7 separate regions of the Mus musculus genome follow, and regions 2, 3, 4, 5, 6 and 7 are each linked to region 1. A link is a contact called in public Hi-C, HiCAR-type and promoter capture Hi-C data. All regions are on one chromosome and are shown on one strand. The core of a region is the stretch at or near the end of the contact, and the rest is flanking DNA. Distances in the headings are between cores, read along the strand shown.

What was found. Promoter capture Hi-C pulls out the DNA fragments that hold promoters and counts their contacts. Hi-C and Micro-C count contacts between places; a contact is called where the count stands out from the background. HiCAR-type assays count read pairs that join an accessible place to other places.
Region 2: a HiCAR-type map of astrocytes shows a contact between it and region 1, with 10 times the contacts expected there. The contact joins the promoter of Chst2 here to the promoter of Plod2 in region 1. A contact is called at or near these places in 11 of 39 promoter capture datasets (the 3T3-L1 cell line, cranial neural crest, embryonic stem cells and 6 more), 2 of 484 Hi-C or Micro-C datasets (both in embryonic stem cells) and 2 of 115 datasets of contacts at active chromatin or transcription factors (astrocytes and embryonic forebrain).
Region 3: a contact with region 1 is called in a HiCAR-type map of astrocytes, with 4 times the contacts expected there. The contact joins the promoter of Morf4l1 here to the promoter of Plod2 in region 1. A contact is called at or near these places in 4 of 39 promoter capture datasets (embryonic stem cells, hippocampal neurons, second pharyngeal arch cranial neural crest and 1 more) and 1 of 115 datasets of contacts at active chromatin or transcription factors (astrocytes).
Region 4: a Hi-C map of myocytes shows a contact between it and region 1, with 4 times the contacts expected there. The contact joins the enhancer-like site here to the promoter of Plod2 in region 1. A contact is called at or near these places in 1 of 484 Hi-C or Micro-C datasets (myocytes) and 2 of 115 datasets of contacts at active chromatin or transcription factors (astrocytes and large pre-B cells).
Region 5: a contact with region 1 is called in a promoter capture Hi-C map of second pharyngeal arch cranial neural crest. The contact joins the promoter of Tbc1d2b here to the promoter of Plod2 in region 1. A contact is called at or near these places in 4 of 39 promoter capture datasets (the 3T3-L1 cell line, cranial neural crest, hippocampal neurons and 1 more) and 2 of 115 datasets of contacts at active chromatin or transcription factors (astrocytes and fibro-adipogenic progenitors).
Region 6: a promoter capture Hi-C map of pre-B cells shows a contact between it and region 1, with 6 times the contacts expected there. The contact joins the promoter of Slc9a9 here to the promoter of Plod2 in region 1. A contact is called at or near these places in 11 of 39 promoter capture datasets (the 3T3-L1 cell line, 3T3-L1-derived adipocytes, cranial neural crest and 7 more), 1 of 484 Hi-C or Micro-C datasets (muscle stem cells), 3 of 115 datasets of contacts at active chromatin or transcription factors (astrocytes, fibro-adipogenic progenitors and stem cell-derived neural progenitor cells) and 2 of 9 other capture datasets (adipose tissue and liver).
Region 7: a promoter capture Hi-C map of hippocampal neurons shows a contact between it and region 1, with 8 times the contacts expected there. The contact joins the enhancer-like site here to the promoter of Plod2 in region 1. A contact is called at or near these places in 4 of 39 promoter capture datasets (cranial neural crest, hippocampal neurons, liver and 1 more), 1 of 484 Hi-C or Micro-C datasets (myocytes) and 2 of 115 datasets of contacts at active chromatin or transcription factors (embryonic forebrain and forebrain).

What each region holds. Positions count from the first base shown.
Region 1 is chr9:92,540,924-92,543,598 of GRCm38.p6, forward strand. It overlaps Plod2 (procollagen lysine, 2-oxoglutarate 5-dioxygenase 2), which reads left to right and starts at 1,300. Exons shown (of 19, transcript NM_011961.3): 1 at 1,300-1,645. The coding sequence starts at 1,537. B430319G15Rik (RIKEN cDNA B430319G15 gene) reads right to left here and starts at 1,946. Exons shown (of 1, transcript NR_029474.1): 1 at 1-1,946.
Region 2 is chr9:95,405,952-95,408,626 of GRCm38.p6, forward strand. Chst2 (carbohydrate sulfotransferase 2) reads right to left here and starts at 1,319. Exons shown (of 2, transcript NM_018763.2): 1 at 626-1,319; 2 at 1-522. The coding sequence starts at 340.
Region 3 is chr9:90,113,484-90,116,158 of GRCm38.p6, forward strand. Morf4l1 (mortality factor 4 like 1) reads right to left here and starts at 1,337. Exons shown (of 12, transcript NM_024431.3): 1 at 1,053-1,337. The coding sequence starts at 1,092.
Region 4 is chr9:90,199,984-90,202,658 of GRCm38.p6, forward strand. Tbc1d2b (TBC1 domain family, member 2B) reads right to left here. Exons shown (of 13, transcript NM_194334.2): 13 at 2,064-2,675. Adamts7 (a disintegrin-like and metallopeptidase (reprolysin type) with thrombospondin type 1 motif, 7) reads left to right here. Exons shown (of 24, transcript NM_001326351.1): 24 at 1-119. Among named protein-coding and RNA genes, the nearest start is that of Adamts7, 38 kb to the left of the region's middle. Within about 2 kb of position 1,373, at least 46 of the 459 cell types and tissues checked have an H3K27ac peak or open chromatin away from gene starts, as enhancers often do. A contact at or near this core is called in myocytes, where this site is marked.
Region 5 is chr9:90,269,401-90,272,075 of GRCm38.p6, forward strand. Tbc1d2b (TBC1 domain family, member 2B) reads right to left here and starts at 1,369. Exons shown (of 13, transcript NM_194334.2): 1 at 952-1,369. The coding sequence starts at 1,311.
Region 6 is chr9:94,668,566-94,671,240 of GRCm38.p6, forward strand. It overlaps Slc9a9 (solute carrier family 9 (sodium/hydrogen exchanger), member 9), which reads left to right and starts at 1,327. Exons shown (of 16, transcript NM_177909.5): 1 at 1,327-1,671. The coding sequence starts at 1,497.
Region 7 is chr9:94,609,787-94,612,461 of GRCm38.p6, forward strand. No RefSeq gene overlaps it. Among named protein-coding and RNA genes, the nearest start is that of Gm39404, 26 kb to the left of the region's middle. Within about 2 kb of position 1,300, at least 29 of the 459 cell types and tissues checked have an H3K27ac peak or open chromatin away from gene starts, as enhancers often do. A contact at or near this core is called in hippocampal neurons, where this site is marked.

The DNA.
Region 1 (2,675 bases), core at 50-2,549:
GTTCAAGGAACTTGGCAGGCCCAAGTCTGGATTTCTGGAAACATATTTAGCCAAATGACCAGCCCTTCTTCTGAGGGCTGATTCTACTTGCCCCTGCTTGGATTCATGACGCTGCACCTGCCACCCACACTGTAAAAGAATCCACTTCTTAGCTGACCCTCTTCAGAGAAAAAAAAGTTTCACTTCATTCTTCCTTACTCCATTCTTCTGCAATCACAGTTTCCATTTCTTTGACTATTTCTACTCATGTCTGAAGTTTCCCCAATTTTCCTTTATTAAAAAGAGGGAGGAGGACAGACACACCAAGACCTTCAAAACAGCAAGGACTGGCTCAGTCTCATGATTATTTTTTCCTTTAAATGTCACACTCCTAATATTTACACATTTTCCCACCTGCTTTCAATCTGCTAGCTAGTATTCCTCTTGAATTTATGCCAATTTTACAAAACCTGTGATCATAAACTTTGAGTAATTTTAACTTTAAAAAATCAGACTTAGAACGAGTATTTCCTTTCTCCTCCCATTGCAGGAAGATTTAACTACGAGCTTCTTGAACGCGGTCAATTTGATTCTTTCTTCATTTTTAAGCATACACGGAGTGTGTGAGACAAAGTTGTCAAAACTTTCACCCCTGCACAACTCAGTTTAAATCCTGGGACTAAAAGTGTAAAAACCAGAGGACAAATGACTTTGCATAGACATACTAATCAAAACCCAAAGCAGTGGAGGTAGCTCCCAGGAGACCAGGAATGGCTCCTCTACATCTTCGGAAGTAATTTTCCATGTGCCTGGCAGGGCGATCTTGTTAAAGCACAGCCTCAGGTTGCCCAAGCTGGGCTTGGACTCCGTCGGGTTTACAAGCTTCATTACTGGAAAGAGTCTATGGCTCTCCTGGCACCAGCAGCGGCAGAGATGTTCACCGGACAATGAAAAGTTTCTGTTTACAGACTAAAATCAAAGCATGGCCTTCCTTGACACGGTGATGGCGAAGTTCAGAAGGAACAGCTGGGAGTGTGACAAGCGCCTACTCAGCCAAGCAGACTGAAGCCCTCGCAGTCACCACTCACCTCCGGGAGCGCCGGGTTCAGTAGAGAAAGAAGGTCTAGCCAGGGCGTGCCGAGGAAGCTTCTGGAACCCCGGGAGAGCAGAGGGGCGCACGTTCCACAAGCAAGCTCCCTGGAGCCCCGGCGTGAGGCGGTGCACGTAGGCGTAGGCGACTCGGAGGGTGGGGGTGCAGCCGGGATAGCCCGGGACGCGGGGTCCCGGAGCAGCGCCCCGCCCCCGGCCCTGGCCCCGCCCTCCTTGGCTGCTCTTAAGCCCGCGCCGCGGGCGCCTCCGGTTCCGTCGTCCGCTCCTTGCGCTCGGACTCCGCCGAAGTCCGCTCAATCCTCTCCGTGCTCTTCGGTACCCACGCAGTCCTCCCAGTCCGCCCTCCGCTCCAGCCCCGGGCTCACGTCTGGTCCTGCGCTCTTCGGGGTCTCAGCGTCTCGCGAGAAGTCCTCGCCACAGGCCTTCGGCTCCCGGGTTCAGGGGCGGATGGGGGACCGCGGAGCGAGGCCGGGGCGGCTGATGCCCATGCTCGCCCTGCTCTCCTGGGCGGCCGGCCTGGGCGTGGCGGAGGAGACGCCCGGGCGCATCCCTGCAGGTGAGCTCTGCTTGCTGGTTTCCACCGGCGGTCTAGAGAGAACTGGGCATGTTTCCTCTTTGCTTGCTCCATCCCTGCGGGACCTAGCCGCGGGGCTCCCTGCTTTGAGATTGGCAGGGACCTCCTTTCCTGCGCCCCGGGAAGCAGCTTGCCATCCTGCCTCTGTCTACACGCAGCGCTCGGGACCCGGCTACGATCGGACCCAGTGTGCTCCCACCCACTCCTCCTTCCGTTACACTTTGGGGCGTCCCTGAGCCCTGGCCCTGGCCGGTGTTCGGAAGCTGAGCTAAAGCTAGTAGTTGGAGGCAAGTTCGTGTGAACAAAACTTTCTGGGTTCAGCCAGAGGAGAGCCCCGCCGCCTATTTGTCTCAACGGGACTTGCAGCGCTGCTGTATCGCGCAGGGGAGTTCTTTGGTCCTTTCTACTTCTGGGCCCTGGGCTCAGCTCCCTGGAACTGAGCCTTGCGTTTAAATGACCCGATGCACTCTGGTGATGAGTGGGTGGATGCGCTAATTTTGCATTCTATAGTAACTAATTAGATTCTTTTCCTCTGGAAACTAAGGCGAGGAGCAAACATTTCTACCTTGGAATTCCAATTCAGAGGGTAACACTTGGCACAAGTCCAGTTGGACCCTGTAACCATCGGTTTTTGTCTTTCTCATGGCGCAATAGGTGAAACTTAAGGACTCAGAAGCACCTGGTTCTGTGGAACAGTGCTCGCTTTGTTGGCTGCAGTCACAGGGAAATCTGAACCTGTATGAGTATTCTGATTTTGAAGTAACTTTTATCTCATATCAAAGGTATTTCTTTCAGCATAGTACTAGAAAAATCACACAGATAAATGAGAATAGAGACAGAATATAAGACTTTACTCTGAAAACGGTCTTTGTTAAAACACCAAAAGCTTTTATTGATAAGTAAAAATAACCGCCAGGATTTGCTAATTTTAGAGTTTGGCTTCAGCTTCTGTCTATTTTATGCCACCTCGATGCGACTTCTCACTTGTTTACAGAGTATATCCATGCCAGGC
Region 2 (2,675 bases), core at 69-2,568, 2.9 Mb after region 1:
GTGGCGCTGCAGGAGGCGACCCCGGCCGTCCCCAGCCGGCCCCGGCCGCCCCTACCGCGGCACCCAGAGGCCCGTCGGGGTTGCACTGCTGCAGCGGCTCTTTATGCCACTTGTAGTCCAAGAGGTTGAGCATCGTGAGCACCAGTAGCAGTGCATAGCCCGCGCACAGCACCAGCGCCTTCCTGCGAAATACCTTCATCCCGAGCGGGGACGCAGGCCAGCGGCGTCCTGCGCGCCGGGGCCACGGCGGGAGCAGGGCCCGCTGCACGGCGGCAGGCGCGGCCGGCAGCGGCCGGGGAAGCGCACCGGGGGGCAGAGCTCGCGGCGAGCTGCGGCTCATCACAGGCACAGCCGGGGCCGGCGGCGCGGCGGAGGCGGCCCTGCAGCCCAGGAGGGGGACGCTGCAGGCCGGCTGCGGGCGCCGGGACTGGGGCCGCCGATCCGAGGCGGGCGCGGCGGCAGAGGCTGCTGGTCCCCGGCGCCCAGGGCTGGCTCTCCCATGGCAGCGGCTCCGAGAAGGACCTGCGAGGGGAAGCGGAGTGAATGGGTGAGCCCAGTCTCCGGTCCAGATGCCTCCTCCGCCTGAGTAACGCCCACCCTCTAGTCTGCGGGCTCCTCCACTCACCTGGAGCGGAGGGTGCGCCTCGGAGCGTCCCCAGATCCCCGACCGGCGGACTGTCCGGCTAGCACTCTCCTCGGTTTCTCTCCGGTTCTCTTCTGCTAGGGGTCCCCAAGCCTTCGAGGGAGCCGCGAGACTCCGCTGCCCTAGCCCTAGGCAGAGTTTTCCAGCAGCGGGCGCCCTGCACCCCGGGAGGGGAAACTTTCACCGGGCCCGGAGCCCAGCTCTGCGCTCCACCGAGCGCGGCGCGTCCCGGCTCCAGCGACGTCTCCTTAGGTCTCTCGGGACCGCTGCTTCCCTCCAGGCTCTGGGGCACGAAGCAGGCAGGAGGCGACAGTGGGGGGTGGCTTACATACGCCCCAGCTCCAGGCTGTTCTGCTCTCCATCGCTCTCTCTTGGCCTCCACGTAGCGAACCTTCCCATCCCTCCGGCGGCCGCGGATAGGGTGCAGCGCGGCCCCGCAGCGGCGGCTGCTTCTTCCATCACCCGGAGGATGTCCTGGCGGGCGGCTCAGGCGAGCCCCGGCGCTCCGTGGCCGCGGACTGGCCCAGGACTCTGTACACCTAGCTGAAGGCAAAAGAGCGGGACCCCCCACCCCCGCGTCACCAGCGGCTTCTGCCCTACGAGGTCCCGAGGCAGAGGAAGCCCCCGCCGCGGCCGCACTAAAGCGGCGCCCGGGAGGATGCTGCTACCCGACTCCCCCTACGCCGGGCGCCTGCAACGCGCTCGGGCCGGCCTCTGCGCGGCTCCTGCCAGCCCGCTCGGGGTTGGTGCGCGCCGCCGTCTGTCGCCCCGGCTCCTCCCCTTCGCCGTGCTCCCCTCCTCCTCTGCCTGTCCCACACCCGCCCTCCTCGCAGCTCCAGACTCCCGCCGCCACCTCCTTAGGGGCTGGAGATGCGACCCGGTTCAAGGAGGCGCTGCTAGGGCCTCCAGCCGTTAGTAGCAGAACAGAGCTCTAGGTGCGCCCGGGGCGCGGCGCCGGCGCCTGATTCCCAGCTCGCCCGCACAGCCGGAGACTTGGGTTCTCTGTAGCTGCACGACTCGGCTCCCAGGATTCGCTCTGGAGAAGAGTTGGTGATAAAAGTTTGAGCAGAAATACCCCGGACGTACGCTCCTTTCATCCCCAGCGGTCAGCACTGGTGTCCCCTCCTAGGACGCGAGCAGCACCGCCCAACAGCGCTGTGTGCAGCGGGAACCCAGTTCTGAAGCCTTGGCCCTGGTGCTAGCCCATTCCAGCGGGTTTGTGGTTTCTCCCTCAAGGAGGAAGTAATAAATCTTTCTGGGCCCGGGGTCACTGAAGAGGCTTCAGAGTATGCCTCTCCGCAACCTTTCCGAGTGTCCTGGATTTGGACAAGGCCACAAGGTTTCGATGATCCCACCCCCACCTCCTGCCCGGCAGATGTTCTAGGCTTGTGGAGTTTCCACCTCTGCTGACACCCTCTGAGACAGGGCTGCTGGGGGGAGGGGAGGGCGCTTTGTTTAAATTTGTGGTGTGATAGTGAGTCCATTGACTTTAAAGAGGAAGAGATGAGATCAAAGAACTTGATCGCAAAGGAAAACGTTTTTGGACGTTGAAAGTTACTTTTTAGTTTGGTCTGCGTTGGTTTGTATACTTTTCTTTCGCTGATGAGGGAATAAACTTCCATTGTAAAATGGGACAGCTACAGGATGGGTGGAGGTTAGAGGGCACATAGGAAAGATTGTACTCCAGTTTCCACCTAGAAGGGCAGAAAGATGAGTCATTGCGGTCCGGAGGTGAACTACTGATCACTGGGAGACTGATTGCCCCCCGTCTCTCAGAAGCTTTTACAAGTAAAACATAATTACTGCAAAATTATCATAGTCTACCTGGAGCAGCCCACCTCGGCTGATGACCCTCCTAAATTTAAAGCGTTGCCATTGACGACTTTTTTTTTTTTCAGGGTATTGTACAGAATCTTCTGGGTACAGGGATTGTTGAAAAAAAAATGACTTAATTCAATTGTTTTATGGCTTTAACTGGTTTGGTTTTGTTTCAGTTTGGTTTGGGATTTTTGTTTTGTTTTGTTTCAGTTTT
Region 3 (2,675 bases), core at 87-2,586, 2.4 Mb before region 1:
AGTTGTGAGAACCGAGTAACTGCTTTCCATTAGCAGTAACCGTTCATCAGCAACGTTCTCAGTCAAAGCCAACTAATAAGCGTTAGCTTTCAAATCGCCATTAAAATCGAATACTACTACAACCAGTCAAGCAACTACTGTATTTAAAAATGACAAAGAGGCCATGCATCTCAAGATGGAAACGCCCTAAGGAGGAACTAAAAACTGTTTCCACGAGAACCGCTCGGCAGAGCACAGAGTACTTAAAGGGCCCTGGCGCACAGCTCCAAAAACAGCAAAACGATGCCCTCAGGCAACAGCAAGCCTAGGAACTCGCTCGGGCGGCTCCAGTTTTATTTTTTTTTCTGTCCCCACCCATCACTCAGAGGCAAGAGGAGGAACTGGTCTGCGCGTGATCGCCGTGCCAGGGGGCGCTGCATCTGGCCCGAAGCTGCGTGTAAGCTGCGAGACGCCGGCAGCCATGATGGCGCGGCCATCTTGCCGCGGCCATCTTACAACGCAGTTCTCCCGCCGCGGGGCGCACAGCCCACCCCCCATCCCCTGTCCTCCCAACAGCAGAACTCCACACAACGCCGAGACAGAGCCGCTCGTTTGTCCAACAGCCTCGAACCTTCGGCCCACAGTCGCCCGCGCGGCCCGCGGCCGAGAGCTAAGCGGGGAGGATGCGCTGCCGCTGCTCCCCTCCCCCACGCCACATCACCTCCCAACCGTCGCCGTCGCCATCGCTCACCCGCCCGCCGGGCACCTCCCTTCAATAGACTTTCTCCGCTCTCGGAAAAACAAACAAACAAGCGCCGAGGCTCTGCCACACGCACGGAGATGCCCTCGGCCCTGGCCGTGGCCGGGGGCTCGCTTTCGCGCCACCGAGCACTGTCGCGGATGACGCACTGAGATTACCCTCCGCAGTGCGCCTTTCCCCCTTACAAAGCAAGGCCTGCACGGTTTCCCCCGGCCGCAAGCCCCGCCGACCCCGACCCCCAAACCTCCAGCGCCCTGAGTCAGCCTCTCTCCCGTGCACCGTTAGATGCCTCTCCCCAAAGCGGCACACTCACCCTCCTGGAATTTCGGCTTAGGGTCCTGCTTGGGCGCCATTTATAAGTGATTCGCCGCCTCCTCCTTCTCCCACCACCCCCGACTACCGCCCCCTACTCTCTACCCCACCCAACTCAGCGTCAGACGCGCCGTCGGCCACAGCCAGCTCTACATCCTGGGCGCGATTTGCCAGCGCCGCCTGACCTCACAGCACCGCGACCCGCGCAGCCGCCGCCTCAGCCAACGGCTAACCGCTACGCACACAAGCCTGCGCCCGTGCCGCCCAGAGGCATGCCGGGATTGGTAGTTCGACCTCGGATGACGCCAGCAGGGTGGGGGAGGGGAGTGGGAGACAATTGCCCCCCCCCCACGCCCGCGATCCACCACCGCCCCTGTCCCCAACCCCAGCCCTCTAAGTATCCAGACCCCAGAGGCTTGTTAAAACCCAGATTTTTATTTTCTGTAGGTGACAAAGAGGAAGGAATAAGTAAATCACTAGCTAGTGACGAAAGGATGGGAAAAACTCAAGGGGGGCAGATGCTTAGATAGGAAATGAAGCCAGGTAAATGTGGTGGGGTGTTGAAGTGGCCTGAGGACAGGACTGTCTCTGCAGCCTGAGTTCCACGGCATCACCAGGACTTGGCCTAGGAGAGCGCTGGAAGCCAGAAATGAAGCTAGATGCGAGTGAGAAGGTGATCCTCTCCAGAAGCTTCGGTGTCTAGAAAGCCATGCCCTGTTTGAGGGAGTTGGGGGTTGGGAGGGGGTGGGGGTCCGGTTCCCATGACTATTTGTAGATTGCAGCTTCTGACTCTTGAAGTACTTAGTCTCACTAAAGGGGGCAAACCTGGATTGCTGTCAAAGTCAAGGTTCCATACTTAACCCCTTTGTACCATCTTTTGCCATCTTATTTCTTTGGGGTAGTATTGGATGTATACTCAAAAAAAAAAAAACCCAACCCACAACAACAACAAAACCTCTCTTCACATTGTTCCTATGTTCAAAAACTCCTTAATGTACTCTGCTGTGAAATAACACTGTACCCCTGTACCCACTAAATTACATGAATTGCACACAAAGGATCAGAGCTGTTAATTAGGGAGATAAGTCAGAAAACAGTCACCCTGATATTTGAAGCCCTTCCACACTTTGTAGCTACCTAATTATCCTAGGCAAACCTTTATGTCAAAGCCTTTTCTCTTTTCAACAGAGTCTTACTAAATATATTTAACCCTGGCTTGCCTGGAACTGGCTATATAGACTGAGAGGACCATGAACTCACAGTGTCTAGCTCCTGAAACTCTGTCTCTATTTTTTTTTCAGTTATTTTTTTTTTTTTTTTTTTTTTTGAGACCAAGTTTCTCTGTGTAGCCCTGGCTGTCCTGGAACTAGCTCTGTAGACCAGGCTAGCCAAAACTCAAACATTTACCTGCCTCTGCCTCCCAAGTGCTGGATTTAGAGGTATGCACCACCAAACCTGGTTCTGATGTACTTTAAACTACTTTGTGAAAAGTTTTCTCAGGTTACATTTCAACCAGCAAGTTGAGGATACCTGTTTTCCCACATCCTTGCCACACATGTTATTTCCACTCTCTGATTTTAAATCAACAGAAGTATGTTGTGCAGAAGAAGCTAGGTATAAGAGT
Region 4 (2,675 bases), core at 123-2,622, 2.3 Mb before region 1:
CCCACCCCTGCACGGTGGCAGGCTGGGGACCCCCTTTCCTTTCAGAAAAGGTATTTTTTTATTCTAACAGTTTGCACATTTGTTATTATTTTACATAAATGAGTATCTACCCTTTCAGAGTGGTTTGGCCTTGTCTTTGGATCTGGAGACTCTCCAATGTGACCCCGCCCTACCCACCTCTTGTCAAATGGCTACTACCCTGTCCCCTGTTGGAAGTCAGAGCAGTCAGCAGCTTCTCTGTTTCTTTGGGGGCAAATCAGCATAACCAGCACAGAGGCCATGAAAAGCAGCCTAATGTAGACACGCAAGGTCTTGAAGGCGGTGGAGGTGGCTTCTAGGGAAGCGGTATCCCCAGAGGGTTACATGGTATGAGCAGGAAGGTCTTTGCAGGAGGTACAGGTTGGCAAGAGATCCAGGGAGTCCTGTTCAATGTCCCTGATCATTCTTCACCTCTGCCTGCTATCTTCCATGAAGGTCCTCAGAGACCTGTGTTTCACAGAAATAGAGGCAGGTGTACTCATGCATCAAGCTGTCCTGTCTCCCATGGGGACTACCTGGGGCATGATAGTAGGTAAGGCTCAGATGTGCTACTTGAGAGCGGCTGGGCATGCAGGTACTTTGAAGAGGATCCTGGTTAGTGATAGGGTATTAATAACTAAGCCTTCCTCCCAGGCTAGGCCCCTGACTGCCCTTTCCTTCTGGCTGTGAGCCATCTTCAGGAGTCTTCTGGATGGCATTATGGGTCCTCCTCCAAGTTTGAGGCCCTGAGGTTCCAGGGGGGCACCTGTCCCATTTTATTTGCCAGAGTGAGGTGCACGTGGAAGCATGAAGGCACTCGGCCACTGAGAACATGGGCACACTGGAAGTCGCTCCCTGAGACTATGAAAGGGCATCAGGGGGGTGGACCCAGTCAGTGTTACGCCTGTCCTGTGACTTGCTCTACCTAGGAGTGGGGAGACTGGAGTGGGGGTTGGCGCTCTCAGGGGTCAAGATGTTCACCCAGCTCTGGGTTCCATATGCTCCTGCCATCTCATCCTGAAGTCAAACAGGTGAGAAGGTCACAGTGGAGGGAAGGGACTGGCCCAGGAGTACATACCTAGGAGGTACAGGCTCAGTATAGCTCTTAAACCTTGAACCCCTACCTCCTATTCTGGGCTCCCGGTACATGGCTCGGTCAAAGTCAGGCAGTCTATCAGGTCACTCAGGAGAGCAAGTCCCTGGTGGCTTGTGTGCGTCCAGGCACTACCATGCTGTGGGTGGAGAAGCTTATTGGATTTGTTGCTTACTTGTGCCTGCAACAGCCCCGTGGGCCCAAAGAGGCCCCAGGGATCCACTCTGAGTAATGGCTTCCTATAACCTTGCCTAATCCACTCCCATGGCAACTCCTCACAAAGATGGGAGCAGAGCCATTTCCTTGCCCAAGACTCGTACACAGCAGGGGCTGGCACTGTGGCGGAGCCCTAGGGTCCGTGACCCAGCTCTGGCCTCTGCCATTACTGTAGTAATGCTGTGTGGCCTTAGGAGCTCCCCTGGCCTTGCTGAATAAATCTGTCTCCCAAAGACCAGCAGCAGTGTAATAGGTCTAGGCCTACACTGAAGAGCCCTGGTTGAACTCCCCTCCCACCCCCCCCTCCCACCGTCGGAAAGACATTTGGTCCTAATCATTCTTGGTTTTTTCCAGAGATGTCTGGGGGAGTCCCTCGTGGCAGCTGGGCCTGAGCTGTCCACACAGACAGGAGGCAAACAAGCCGTGACTCAGGCTGGGCATGCACAGCTGGTGCAAAAGGGTGCCTATCTCCCAAGGGGGGAGGTGTGGGGTGGGTAAACTGTCTGGAAACAGGCAGCATTTCACTTATGACTTCAGCCTCTGCCCATAGTTCACCCATGGTACTCAGGGCAACTGAGGCCTACCAGTGTCAAGAAGGGCACCCTGTCTCCCATTCCAGTGGAACCAAGAGAAGACACATAAGAATCATGAGGCTGGCAAACTGGAGAAGGCCCTCATGTACACCCCATACCACAAGACCACGTAGAGGCTTCTGTCACAAATGACTACACCTACCTTTTGAGGCAGAATGTAATAAAAATTAGTTTATTTCTTCCTTTACAAGTCTACATTTAACTCAAGGATGAGCAGGGAAGCTGCTGTGATATGAAAGGACAGTCATTTGGCAGTGTGCCCTCAAGTCCCCTAGTTGCCCACAGGAGCAGAGCCTCATACATCGGGCTTGCATCTAGCCTCTGTCTTCGAGGACTTTCCTGACCAGCCACCCACCCAGAGGTCGCTGCATCAGGACACCCACTGTACTGAGGGAGAGGGGTTTGTGCGGTAACATAGTGTGGTAACCTGACTGGGTACTGCCCAGAGTACTTCCTGTATCAACAGACCACAGCTAACAAACACCAGAGAAGTACATGCTGACCAGTGACTGCTGTTCGGGTGTTATCACGGCTAGAAGTAGCCCCTGAGGCTACCTGGGTGAGCAGAGGAGAGGGACAGTCAAGGCTAAGAGGAAAAGGTGGCACAAGAGGGACCTGCAATCTGGGAGGCTCGGGTTGATATAAATACATACAGGGGAGTCGTGCACACAAAATAGAACTTGTTATATAAAAGTTGTACAGGATCTAGAAAAACCTTAATATAAAATAGTCTATAAAAATATAAAATGTAGTGA
Region 5 (2,675 bases), core at 119-2,618, 2.3 Mb before region 1:
CCACTCTCCACTTGGCCAGCTTTGAGAGGGCTGCTGCTTCAAGCCCAGCCCTGTGGCTCTGGAGAAAGCCCAGCTTGCAAGACGGAAGAGAAGCCAGAAAAAGGAGGGTGGAGACTCAGGGAACCAAGCGGGGAGCAAGGCCCAGAGTGAGAGGCAGCCCAGCCCTAGGCCAGGGGTCCAGGCCCTTGGGTGCTCCAAACAGGACCATTCCTAGGAGATGTCAAGGTCCTGGCCTTTAGAACTCTCAGCAACAGGGAAATGCTGCCCCGGGACTGGTGACCATTGCCAAGCCTCCAATACTCAAATCTCTCTGGGGAAGCCTAAGGAAGCCTCCCATAAGCTGAAGCAACCCCTCCCACCTTTTCCAAGAAGCAAGAGTGGGCACTGCTGGAGTACCCCGACCTCTCTAGAGGGGGCTGTGGCAAATTAGTTCCCGGGGCCCTGGTATCACTTGCCTCTGGCTATAGCACTCAATGTACCATATTTACTAAACACTTGAGAGTGGAAACCACTTAATCCCAATACTGTTGTCCCCACTTTACAGAGCAGGCAGCTGAAGCACAGAGGGGTCTTTCAGAGGACCCAAGGTCACAGGAGGAGTTATAAATTAGGCAGGGATGGAGGGTGGAAGCCTGCAACTGTGGGAGGGTCTCCCACAGCATCCAAGGAATGGTGAGCGTGGACACAGGAGGGAAGCGAGGAAAGGCGTATCGGGAGATAATGGGTCAAAGTGTCAAAAGATTAGCTGTGTAACCCCCAACCCTGACTCAGCCTCATAGTCCAAGCACAGGTAAAGGGCAAAAAAAGATAAGAATGAGGAAGGAATCAGAGTAGGCAGTGGCAAAGAGAGGCTTGGGCAGGACAGGAGGAGGCCTTTGGGACAAGGAAGGAAGGTGGAGGGGGAAATCTGCTGACGGGACACGAGTGGGCACCGGGGCGCGATCGTCCCACCTTGAGCACGGTGACTGCACCGGCGCTGTGCACCTGGAAGTGTGTGGGCGGATCTGCTCCGGGCTCCGCAGCCTCATCGCGGCCCTGGTAGCTGAAGCAGGCGTCGGCGATGTCCAGGTGGCCGAGCGGCAGAGCGTCCTGGGGACTCTTGAAGTAGTAGAGGTAGCAGCGGCGCGAGTCAAACACGAACCAGCGGCTGCGGTAGCCGCGCAACGGGCCCTTGCCCGACAGCTTCTGCAGGTAGCCGCACAGCCGCGAGGGCTCCCGTCCCGCCACCGCCCCAGCCTCCGAGCCTGTTCCCGGTACCGCTCCCTCACCACCACTGCAGCTCTCCTCCACGCCGTCCCCGGCCCCCGGCATGGCCTGCCGCCGGCGCCCGCGCCCGCGCTCCCGCCCCGCGCTCCTCCGGGCCGCCGCCGCAGCGCCCACCTCCCCGCGCCGCGCCCTCCGCAGGGCCGTGGCGCGCTGAGCAGCCTGGGACTTGTAGTCCCGCCCCCGCCGCGCCCCCGCAGCGTGGGTAGCCTGGGTTCTTTAGCGATCCAGGCTAGCTCCACCCGTCCTCTACTAGTTGTTTTTTTGGGCATTCAAGGTCCGCCCTATCCCGGGAGAAAAAGTTCTGTTTCTTTATGCGAGCGTGGATTCCACGAGTGGGTTTCTAAAAAAAAACTAAGGAAAGTCTACTTAACACTGCCCTGAACTCCGAATAAGCTTTGATTTTAAAATCCGTGTCCAGCCAGTCATAGGCTCATACTACGAAAATGAGAGCGCCTGTTGCCTGGTACAGAGTGGGTGTTCGGTAAATATTTGTAGAGTTTGTGAATGGAAGCCAAAGTATGTACTGCCTCTCTACATCCTGGTTTGTTCACTGAATGAAAAAAAATTTATGGAGGGCGTTCTGTGTAGGATTCACACACTGGAGACTTGGCAGTGACTTCCTAGCCTCATGGAGATTATATTCTAATAAAGCACAACAATAATTCACACATTTTAAAAGGCAAACAAATAGAAGTTGTTTTGCTGCACAAATGCCCTTATGACCTGGAAATAAGGATGGTTGCTTAAAATACCACTGTGCTGGTAGTGTTTTGTTGTCTTGACCCAAGCTATAGTCCTTTGGGAAAAAGGAATTTTAATTGGGGGGGGGGGGAAGCTGGCAAGTCTGGGAGGCATTTTCTTGATTGATGATTGATGTGGGAGGGTCCAGCCCACTGTGGACCGTGCCACCCCTGAGCAGGTGGTCCTGGATGAAGTAAGAAAGCAGGCTGGGGAAACAGTGACGGGCGAGTCATAAGAGGGCAAGCTGTGTGGAGCAGTCCTCCATAGTTCCTGCTTCCAGGTTCCTGCCTTTTGGTCATGGTTCTTTATTACAGCAATAGAGACCCTAACTATAAGACATCACTTGCCAGTGATTACTTGAGGGTGTCGGGAATGTAGGACTGAGACAAGCTCTCTCCACATAGCCTGGGCTGGCACTGAGCCTTGGATATCTTCCTGCCTCCACCTCCCAAGTGGTAGGATTACAGGAATGTGCTAGCCCCACCCAGCTTCCTAGTACTTCCTGTATCAACTTATTTGAACCCTCAGAACAACCTCACAAGGTGTTTTTAAGTGCTTAACAAAACAAAACATAGTAAAAGGATGGAGTTTGTAAAGGAAGATGAAGGTAAGCTACTTTTGTAGGTTGGTCAGAGGAGGCAGATCTTAAGAAGTGAGCAGAGACCTAC
Region 6 (2,675 bases), core at 77-2,576, 2.1 Mb after region 1:
ACCCACTTCCTGGGTCTCTTCACAGGAAGAGGGAAAGAGATGTGGTAAGACAATCGAAGAGCAAGTCTGCCTTAAAAGCAGCAAAACCAGGAAGTTCTCTCGTTTTTGAATTTGCATTATCTTGTAAATCTAACGACTCACCTGTGGGTTTTTGAATACGGAAGGTGAGGCTGCTGGCAAATGCTTGCAAGCAATAGCTGACAGGCTTCAAGACAACTCCAGTATTAGTCATCACAGAGATGCGTGCCAAAAGGGACCATGGGTAAAAACATCTGCTGTGCACACAGATGCCCCCTGCTGAGCCAAGCACACAGAGAAAACCAACTCCAGCTCGGAGTTGCATAAGCAAAGAGGCTGAGGCACTGGAGTGCTTGATGCTCTCCCAGAGTGGGAAATTAGCTTTCCGATGGGTAGTTACCTTCCAGTGTCTATGTAGCTCAGGGAGACCTTGAATTCACAGCGATCCTCTTGCCTCAGCTTCCTGAACGCTAGAGTTACAGGTCTGTAAGACCATAATATTATTATGTGTTTGTCTCAAAGCCTTTAGTGTCATATTTTTTTCAGGGTGCCTTACAATACAGAAATGGAATTCTAATTCTATCAGAATAGAAGCCAGACATTAACACTCGTCCATTTTACCATGTGGTGAGATGTGGGGGTCTCCACAGCAGACCTGGCTGCATGGTGACTGATTGGTAAAGACAAGGAAATCTTGATGTTTGCCTAGGAAGCAGAAGAACTGGAGGTACCAGTCTTAAACACCTCCCTCTCCCTTTTCTCCCTCCCTCCCTTCTTCCCTCCATCCTCCACCTTCTCTATCTCTCTTCCTTTTTTTCTTCAACAAATTTAAATAGCACCGTTAAAGGACTGGGGCTAGACTTTTCTTTTTGATTATTTTAGTTGACCGGCAATTATAAAAAGTCAGAGAATCGTGCACTGGATCTGTGCCTCTCAACTTCAGAAATAGTCCTGTGAAATCATACCTGTCAATCCTCCCCTGGGAGGCTGTGGTGGGAGGGGAGAAACCTGAGTAGGTGAAGTTAAGGGTCTGGACTTGCCCTTTTGAATCTGAAAACTATTGATGTGCCGGGTTGAACTGTCTTACTATCAATGTACAATTTGCCAGTTGCATACAGACTAAGAAATCATGCTGGAAACAGGAGGGCCACGAGTCTGGACATCAGCATCTTGCTGGCAGATTTGACCAGTGTGGAAGATCTCTTTCCAGAGTGAATCATTTAAAGACAGAATCTTTTATGATGAAACCACCCTCTGGAGTTTGAAAAGAGACGGGGCTGCTTTAAGAGAGAAACAGGAAGTTGTAACGAGAAGCCGGTCTGAATGCTAAGCCATCTGAATTGCTTGCGAAGTAGCAACAAAGTAGCAGCGTTTATTCTGAAATTCTGTGGGCGCCAGTCTATCCTAGGCAACCCTCATCTAAGGGCTCATCCCTTGTCCAGGGATTTCTCTGAGCATCACAGTCGGTCGAGTGGAGAATGGCTGGGCAGCTTCGGTTTACGTCAGGGAAGGATGAAGATCATTTTCAACACCAGGGAGCAGTGGAGCTACTCGCGTTTAATTTTTTGCTCATCCTTACCATTTTAACAATCTGGTTATTTAAAAATCACCGATTCCGCTTCTTGCATGAGACTGGAGGGGCGATGGTGTATGGTGAGTGTGTAAATGGTGGGGTAGATGTGTAACTTGTTGCCTGGGCGTAGTAATTAGAGACTTGTGCTCAGATGGCAAAGTGCAGAAAGTGAGGGGAACATGCTGATTGAAGTGTCATTAGCTCAGCGAGAGGTGCCGCAGTGTTAGGGATGCTAACCTCTTTCCAGAGGAGCGGCAGAAATTCCGCCTGACCACAGAGCAGCTGTCACAGTGACAGGCTCTGAGGCAGCACAGTATGTGAGTCTGTTGACAGCTGCAGTCCTTTGTCATGCGGGGAGTCATGGAGCGCTAGTCATGGTAGTAGGTTGTGGTGGCAATGCAGTCAGTCAGCGCAGCCTCTTCCACAGGCAGCCAGAGGAGCCAGGCAAAGTTAAGGGAATGGCTTCAGACTGCATGGAGGAAATACCCTTTCAACTATTTTCAAGAAGAAATACTCGTAGAAACAGACCCCACCCTTGTAATGGGAATAATTGTGTCCAAATCCTTTTTCATCCTGTGAACACTATTTTAGCTTCTGATAATAAAAGTGTTAAACCAAGAATTTCCTATTTAACATTTTCCATTGCTTAGCCTGATTTAATATGGTCTTGTTTATAATACTTATTTGTGTTCTCACACCACACACACACTTCTCTCTCTCTCTCTCTCTCTCTCTCTCTCTCTCTCTCTCTCTCTCTCTCTCCCTCTCCCTCTCTCTCCTCTCTCTCTCCCTCTCTCTCTCCCTCTCTCTCCCCCTTTCTCTCTCTCTCATTTTAGACAGGTCTCACTCTATAGACAAGGTTGGCCTCAGACTCACAGTGATCTTCCTGCTTCAACCTCCTGGGTGCTGGAATAATATGTATAAGTAAGAACACCCAATTCTTTAAACTACAGAGGGGAAAAAAGGTTTTAATTTAAGGTTTAACCTCCCAAAGTGATGCTCTTTCTGTGCAAGTTACCATGGCATCCATCATTTTTGGGAAGTTTAATAAAATGTGATTATGGAGTTTGTACAGACTAGCCTG
Region 7 (2,675 bases), core at 50-2,549, 2.1 Mb after region 1:
AGCAAGCTGTAACAACAACTCACACCATGTAATATGTGGTATCACACTGTCCCTCCTGGTCTATCTAGCATTCAGAGACAAACAACGTACAAGTGTAATACTGTGGTTTTTATTTGGCTATATCTCTAGAAATTTACATCTTTAAAATCAAAAGGATCTAGCAGAAGTTATGAATGTTAAGTAGTATTGAGATTTATGGTAATCGCCTTGTGCTATTATAACAAACACCACAGTCCAAGCGGCTTAAATGAGGCAAGTTAATTTTCTTGCAGCTCTGGAGGAACGGAAGTATATGATTAAGGTGCCAAATGGTGCGATTCCTGGTGAAAGCATTCTTCCTCCTGACTTACCTTCTTGCTCTGTCATCTTAAAATGTTTTTATTGGCATATAGATTAATTATACAAAATAATAAGTTTTGCTCTGCAGTTTTAACAGATGTGTATAATGTACTTTAAATTGTCCCCTCCTTTCAGAACCCTCCCTTGATCTCTGCTCCCGTTGCTCCCCCTCTTCTTGCTATGCCCTCTTATAAGGACACTAATCCTATAAGATTAGGGCCTCACACTCACAAGCTCATTCACTGTAACTACACTTCAAAAACATTATTTCCAGAAGCAGCCAGTCATGTTTCGGTTTGGGATTTTGATATATAAATTTGGAGATGAGTTATACCTATAACAGCTCTCTTTCTTAAATTATAGATTATATTTCTATCAAAGATTTTTAAGTAGGAAGAAAGACCAGACAAAAGCCTAGACAAAGGGAGGAATTCTTTTCAAGATGTGAAACACAAGCCTTAGTATCATAATGTTTTAATCCAGGAAAAATGAGTTGCCCTTATTTGTGCACTCTCTTTTGTGTGTGTGTGTGTGCTATGAACAACTATTAAATATGAAGCGTCTCCCAGCAAACTGCCTCTCACAGAGGTGTGAACTAGCATCTTTGTCACAAGTTCCCACAGATTTCTCTACTGATTGGTATTGTTATAGCAACCAGAGTGCCACGGGAAGTTGTCATGGGCATGATAATCATGAAACATCACTATGGCAACAGAAACCTCTGGAAAGTAAAAAAAAAAAAAAAAAACAAACTTAGACTGTCAATTGGTATCAAAGAGGGTTACCCAGGGAAAAAATAGGTGGAGGCAGAAATAAAGGGTCAGAGCAAAAAGGAATGATTATATAGAAACTGAACAAGCAATGGAGAAAGAAAACAGTAACCAAACAGAGGGTGAAGCTATGGCTCACACAGGAAAGCGGGAGGCAGGAGGGAGCACATGAGCCCCAGCAGTGGGCATGCTCCCAGAAGCAGTGCGCATGCTCTGCATGCAATGCAGAACCCCGGGGGAGACATGACTGGATGCCAAGGTCTGGACTGGAATTGACCAGGTGCTGATTTTCATACTGGAGGAAGATTTTGAATGAGCCACAATTTAGTGAGACAGCCTAAATCAATTTGTGGAGTGCTTTTGGCAAGACATCCTGCTGACTAGGAATTCTTATAATATCTGGTGTTCAGAGGCACCACATTTGAATATGGCTTTTCTTTATTGGACATCGAGATTGCTTCAGACAAAGGCACAGTGCCATTTGCTCCATTATAAATATATATTTCCTTCATTACAGAAGCTTAATGGCCTTTTTTTCCACCATGAGGGAATTAAGGTAATTCTTTAATACTCTTAAAGAGTAAGTGGCAATGTCACTTGGAATAAAGCATTTTCACTTAATATTTTCTGTGTTCTATTATCAATCAGGATTGAAGTTTTTATGGCCCAATATTAACTTTTAGTGAAGGGACTATATATATATATATATAATCATATATATATGGAATACATATATATGATATATATATGAAATCAAAAGGGGCCAGTAAGATGTTTAATTGTTTTCTAGAATTAAATGATGCTTCAAACATAACAGAATAAAGACTGAAAAATGGAAGCAGAAAAGGAGATACATAATGGTGGATATCATAAAGAAGCAAAGCAAAAGAATAACAAAAGCTTGAGATGAAAGTACAGAAATCAAACCAGCAGTCCGGGTACTTGCAGAAGTATGGTTTTAGGAATTTTAACAGAACATTTGTTTTTTTATTTCTTTTCCCCTTAATTTACTAATTTATTAATTATTAACTTTACATCACTATTGCAACCCTATCTCCCTCCTTTCCTCCCAGTTCTACACCTTCACACCTCCTTCTCACCATTACCACAACTCCACTTCTCCTTTGTGAAGGAAAAGTCCCCATGGGTACCAATCCTTCCTGGCTCATGAAGTCACAATAGGACTAAGCACTTCTTCTCCCACCGAGGCCAGAGAAGGCAGTCTGGCTAGGAGGAAAGGGATCCAAAGGGAGGCAATAGAGTCAGTCAGTCCGCTTTCCAACTTTAACATTGTCTTAGTCAGGGTTTCTATTCCTGCACAAACATCATGACCAAGAAGCAAGTTGAGGAGGAAAGGGTTTATTCGGCTTACACTTCCATACTGCTGTTCATCACCAAAAGAAGTCAGGACTGGAACTCAAGCAGGTCAGAAAGCAGGAGCTGATGCAGAGGCCATGGAGGGATGTTCTTTACTGGCTTGCCTTCCCTGGCTTGCTCAGCCTGCTCTCTTATAGAACCCAAGACTACCAGCCCAGAGGTGGTCCCACCCACAAGGGGCCTTTCCCC